2 separate regions of the Mus musculus genome follow, and region 1 is linked to region 2. A link is a contact called in public HiChIP or PLAC-seq data. All regions are on one chromosome and are shown on one strand. The core of a region is the stretch at or near the end of the contact, and the rest is flanking DNA. Distances in the headings are between cores, read along the strand shown.

Region 1 (2,700 bases), core at 36-2,535, 480 kb after region 2:
AATAGAACTAGACAACCAATTCCAATAAGTTGTCCTCTGACCAAAGACAGAGAGACAGACACACATACACTAAATAAATGTTGTAAGGAGAGAAAAAAAAAAGACCCCCTAAAACTAACGAGGGGCTGGAGAGATGGCTCAGACATTAAGAACACCTGCTCTGCAGTGAGGACCAGAATCAGATCCAGCGTCCTCTTAACACACCAGGTGTCCCTGCAAATGACTTAACCTTAACCCCAAGGTGAGCAGAAACCAGGGGGTGTCAGGGGGTTGCTGGATTCCAGCCTAATGAAGACAGTAGGCAACCTTGCCTCAGAACAGGCAGAATAGCAGCAGAGAGCACCCGGTGGATGCCCTCTTCAGGCCTGTGTGGGTTATATACAGGTACACACACCCCTACACACAACACATACATCTGCTTATACTCTCACACATAAACAAATCAAAATCTAAAACACACTAATTAAAAAAAATAATACAGAATTTACCGGTGAGGTGGCTCAGTAGGTAAAGGCTGAGAAGCCTGAAGTACTGAGTTCGAACCCTGGGACCCACACGGTGGTAGGAAAAAAACCAACTTTAGAAAGCTGTCCTCTGATCTCTGCACCTAGCGCATTGCGCACGTGCACACAGGAACACACATACAAATAAATATTTTTTTAAAAACTAAAAAGTTAATAAGAGGCTAGAGAGATGGCTCAGCAGTTAAGAGCACTAACCCGGGGACCCGGTGTCAATACCCAGCATCCACATGGGAGCTCACAACTGTGACTCCAGTACCAGGGGATCTGACAACGTCACACGGACATGAATGCAGGCAAAAGAAGGCAAACTGCACAAGGCACATAAGAATAAATAAATCTTTAAACAAGAAATGAAGAATTAGAAATGACGACTATCCTTTCTTATGAAGGCTGGAAAACAGACTCCTGTGTCAACTAAAGAAATCCAACCCTGAAAAAACCTGACTCCGCTTCGGGAGCGGTGCAGGCCGGTGTAGACGAGAAGTGCTTCAGGCAAGAAGGAGGGACGTGCCGGAGAAGGTTGGAGCGCAGGAAGCAGGCATGTGAGGACGCGCTGGGACCCGCGGAGTCCTGAGAGGGGACGTAGCAACCCGCTCCTTTCCTCCCGACTAGCACAGAGCGCCGCTGGCTAGCGGGACCCGGCGCGACCTCGAGAGTGCGCACGCGCGCCACCCCGAGCCGGAGAAATTGCGGCTGAGCGCAGCAGCCAATCGTGAGCTTCCAGGCAGTTGCGTCACTCCGAATCTGGCCGATCAACGCTGAGTTGATTATTGCTTCCGGCCCGCCCTCTAGCCTGAGGCCGGGGGAGGGCCGGACTGTAGCTAAAACCGAGGAGTACAGAAGCCTCCGCTGGGAACCCGCCCCACCGGGCGTGGGCACAGGTAAGTGCGGCGCGATGTCCCCGTAACATCGGTGACAAGGGCCGTGGAGACTCCGATCGATGTTATTTGGGTGGCACAGAGCAGAGGTGCTCCCAGTTTTCCGATCCCTCTCCTCCATTGGCTGCGTTAACTGGGACGATCGAGGGAGGGAGAGGGGACTGTACTTGTGTTCTCTGCTGCACACCTACAGGGCACCACCCCTACCCCTGCTTTGGAACCCCTAAATGTCTGCTCGTGAACCCGCTTCATAGCATGACCCCCATTGCAGCCTTTGCAGCCTTAGGACTGCAGAGATTTGAAGACGCCGATCGCCGAGCCTGCATGATTTTAGAGAAATGGAACATCCAGGAGCCTGTCTGTAGCCTTTCTTCTCCCTTGACGTTGGGAGCAAATCTGCTTGCTTTAGGATTAGTGTAGGCAGATGGTCACAGCCCTACAGCTCCGACATATGCTCCTGGTGACAGTGCAGGGGACCCACCTGTCGCCCAAGTGCAGGAACTGGGATCAAAGCCAGGTCGCTTCCTGCCGGCTGGGGCTGGGCCCGACTCTATTTACTCTCCAGGAAGGGCCCCCACTCCCATACAAGCTCTGATATTTCCTGTCTTCTTTTTTAACCCTAACATCACCTTGGAGTGGTCCCTGCGCTTGGCAGCCAGGAAACAACTTTAATAGCCAGTGCACATCAGACAGGAGTGAGGGTGTAATAGAAAAACCAGAAGAAGTCTTGCAGCCTGAAGACAGATTCCGCAGAAGTAAACGTTTTGTGGCTTCTGTGTGCTGTGTTGTGGCCTCAAGAGCATCTACTGCCCACTGCTTGCTCTGCTTTTTGTTTGTTTGTTTGTTTGTTTGTTTGTTTTTATGTATATGAGTACACTGTAGCTGTACAGATGGTTGTGAGCCACCATGTGGTTGCTGGGATTTTGAATTCAGGACCTTCGGAAGAGCAGTCAGTGCTCTTAACCACTGAGCCATTTCTCCAGCCCTGTTTTCTTGTTGTTGCTGTTGTTTTTGTTTTTAATTTCTTTGTGTGTGCAGATGCACAAGCGGCTGTGGAAGTCAGAGGTCAACCTGCACCATCCACTTTGTTTTTTTAAAGCTGGGATTTCTCACTAGCCCGGGGCCCACTAATTAGGCTAGGCTAACCAACCAGGAAACCCCAGGGATCCATCCACCTCTTCAGCTCTAGGGTTATAAGCAAGTGCCATTGTGGCTCACTTACAAGTATTTTTACAGTTTAGTGTGTGTGTTTTGCGTGTGTGCGCACACGCATGCGTGCGTGGCTCATGGGTGGAGAT
Region 2 (2,700 bases), core at 119-2,618:
CTAGAAACCACGTGGAAAGTCTGTGTGTGGTGGTACATGCTTGCAATCCCTGCAGTGGGGAGGCAGACATGGGAGGATGCCTGGGTGGGGCTGGATGGACAGCCATGGGGTCAGGTCCCTTGGAGCTACAGTTATGGGCAGTTAGGAGCCATCCAATCTGGGTGCTGGGAATCAAACTTGGGTGACTTGGGTCTTCTGGATGAGCAATGTCTGCTCTTCTCCATGGAGACAACTCTCCAGACCTTTAATATTGCTTCGCATGTGTGTGTGTGTGTGTGTGTGTGTGTATGTGTGTGTGTGTGTAATGTGTATGTGTGCACGTGTATGTTGTTTTTTTTAACATCTTTTTAATGATTTATTTATTCTTATTTTATGTGCATTCGTATTTTGCCTGCATGTATGTCTCTGTGAAGGTTCCAGATCCTCTGGAACAGACAGCTGTGAGCTGCCATGTGGGGGCTAGGAATTGAACCCTGGTCCTCTGGAAGAGCAGCCAATGATGCTCTTAACTGCTGACATATCTCTCCAGTCCCATATTGACAGGGGACTTCTTTTTGAGACAGGTTCTCACATAGCATTGGGTGGTCCTGAACTCACGGTGTAGCTGAGGATGGCCTTGAAACCCTGCCTCTTCACCTAAGTGCAGGGGTTACAAAAAAACCAACCACGAGAGAGAGAGAGAGAGAGAGAGAGAGAGAGAGAGAGAGAGAGAGAGAGAGAGAGAGAGAGATCGACAGGGGTAGAGGACACTTGACATTTGGGGATGCCCACCTGCTTTTCTTGGGAAGGCCTCTGTTCTGCCTGGTTGCACATTGCTGTGCAACCATCTGTGTTAACGTCTGTCTCCTTGGCCTACAGCGGGGACCGAGTCCCATTCATCTTTCTTATGCTCACAGTAAGCAGTTAGCATTAGTAAGGGATACAGGCAGGGGCTGAGCTGCTGCCCTCCTACGGTAACAGCACTGCCCTGAGGGAAGTCCCAGACCCTTGGCAGCATCATTATCATGCCCAGAACACCCATCTTGTAACCAGTGTGATCACCATGCATCTGGCGCCCATGCTTCACCAGCCTCTGTCTTTCCCCAGCTGTGAAATCAGAAGTCGGCTTTCTCCTCCTCCTTAACTTCTGCTGACAGCTCAAGAATCCCGTGATTTATACGATTAATATGAAAAGCAACAGCATTCTTCTGTTAATATATTATTCATTTCACTGCTGATCTATTCTCTCCACACCCAGCTCCGTGAGTCAATTCCCCCCCTCCCTGCTATTTTTAATAGAGCTGCATTTTAAATGGCGGGAACAGTACATTAAACATGTATAAGATGTAATCTCATTTAGAATGCTCTCTTCCAGCAGATCCGCCTCATAAGCATAAACACAACAATGTCGGCTCCTCTTCTAGCGGGAGGCCACCCAGGTTGGGGTGGAGGAATACAGCTGGGAACCGTCTGGCTCTAATTAAGGAATCTGCTAACTTGATGTGAGCCTTCTTCTCTTGGCCAAGGAGAATCAGCTCGGTCCCAGACGGTGAGGATGGATGGTAGAGGCTCTGTCCACTCTCGATGAGGCTTCACTCCCCGCCGGCCAAGTCCATGGTCAAGAGGTAGTCTTGGGGTAGAGGAAGGAGGGGTTATTCTTCAGGAATGGAACTCTAGGCACTCTGCTGCAGGAACTGGTGATACAGGTCTCTCATCCCAGCAACATGGGAGGTTGAAGCAAGAGGATGCAAGAGAGCTGGGACATGGCTCAGTGGTAGAGCCCCTGCCTAGAATCCCCCAGTGAGGGGCTGGTGCGTGGCTCAGTGGTAGAGCCCCTGCCTAGAATCCCCCAGTGAGGGGCTGGGGGCGTGGCTCAGTGGTAGAGCCCCTGCCTAGGATCCCCCAGTGAGGGGCTGGGGGCGTGGCTCAGTGGTAGAGCCCCTGCCTAGGATCCCCCAGTGAGGGCCTGGGGGCGTGGCTCAGTGGTAGAGCCCCTGCCTAGAATCCCCCAGTGAGGGGCTGGGGGCGTGGCTCAGTGGTAGAGCCCCTGCCTATCATGCTAGGTTCAATCCCAGGCACTTTGAACCGTTCCAATGTTTTTGTTTGTTTGTTAGTTTGTTAACTTGAAACAAAATCTTACTGAAGTTCCCAGGTTAAATTTGAAATCCTCCACCCCAGCCTCTCAGGTTCTGGAATTATAGGTGTGTACAACCAGTCCTAGATGGTGATTAATAGGTCACAAATCCAACCTGGTTTGTCAAGGATGTCCTCACAAGCTGTCCCAAGCAGTCTGTACTGTTGCTGGAGAGGAAAAGGAGGAGGAGGAGGAGGAGGAGGAGGAGGAGGAGGAGGAGGAGGAGGAGGGGGAGGAGGAGGAGGAGGAGGAGGAGGAGGAGGAGGAGGAGGAGGAGGGAAAAGACAAAGATGAGGGCAAGTGTTATGGCTGATAACTTGACTGAAGTCAACTCAAACTCAAGCTGCCAGGCCCATCTGTGAAGAATTTTCTTGATTAAATCATTTGAGGTAGGAAGACCCATCCTAAATCTGGGCCACCCCTTCTGGTGGCATCCCCACATAAAGGACATGGAAGAAGGAAGCTTTTTTGCCTTTTGCCTGCTTCTTCTCACTCTTGCTGGCAAGTCCACCCATCCTGTTGCTGAGGCATTCTTTTACTGGTGTAAAGATCGACTTCTTCGGGATCCCAATGCAGATTACAGTCCA

Evidence for each region. HiChIP or PLAC-seq counts read pairs in DNA pulled down with a chosen protein or histone mark.
Region 1: an H3K4me3 HiChIP or PLAC-seq map of forebrain shows a contact between it and region 2, with 7 times the contacts expected there. The contact joins the promoter of Tecpr1 here to the enhancer-like site in region 2. A contact is called at or near these places in 3 of 39 promoter capture datasets (embryonic stem cells, hippocampal neurons and liver) and 6 of 115 datasets of contacts at active chromatin or transcription factors (the 230-238 cell line, embryonic basal ganglia, embryonic stem cells and 2 more).

What each region holds. Positions count from the first base shown.
Region 1 is chr5:144,222,200-144,224,899 of GRCm38.p6, reverse strand. Tecpr1 (tectonin beta-propeller repeat containing 1) reads left to right here and starts at 1,285. Exons shown (of 25, transcript NM_027410.2): 1 at 1,285-1,405.
Region 2 is chr5:144,702,394-144,705,093 of GRCm38.p6, reverse strand. No RefSeq gene overlaps it. Among named protein-coding and RNA genes, the nearest start is that of Gm52796, 31 kb to the right of the region's middle. Within about 2 kb of position 1,368, at least 17 of the 459 cell types and tissues checked have an H3K27ac peak or open chromatin away from gene starts, as enhancers often do. A contact at or near this core is called in embryonic basal ganglia and forebrain, where this site is marked.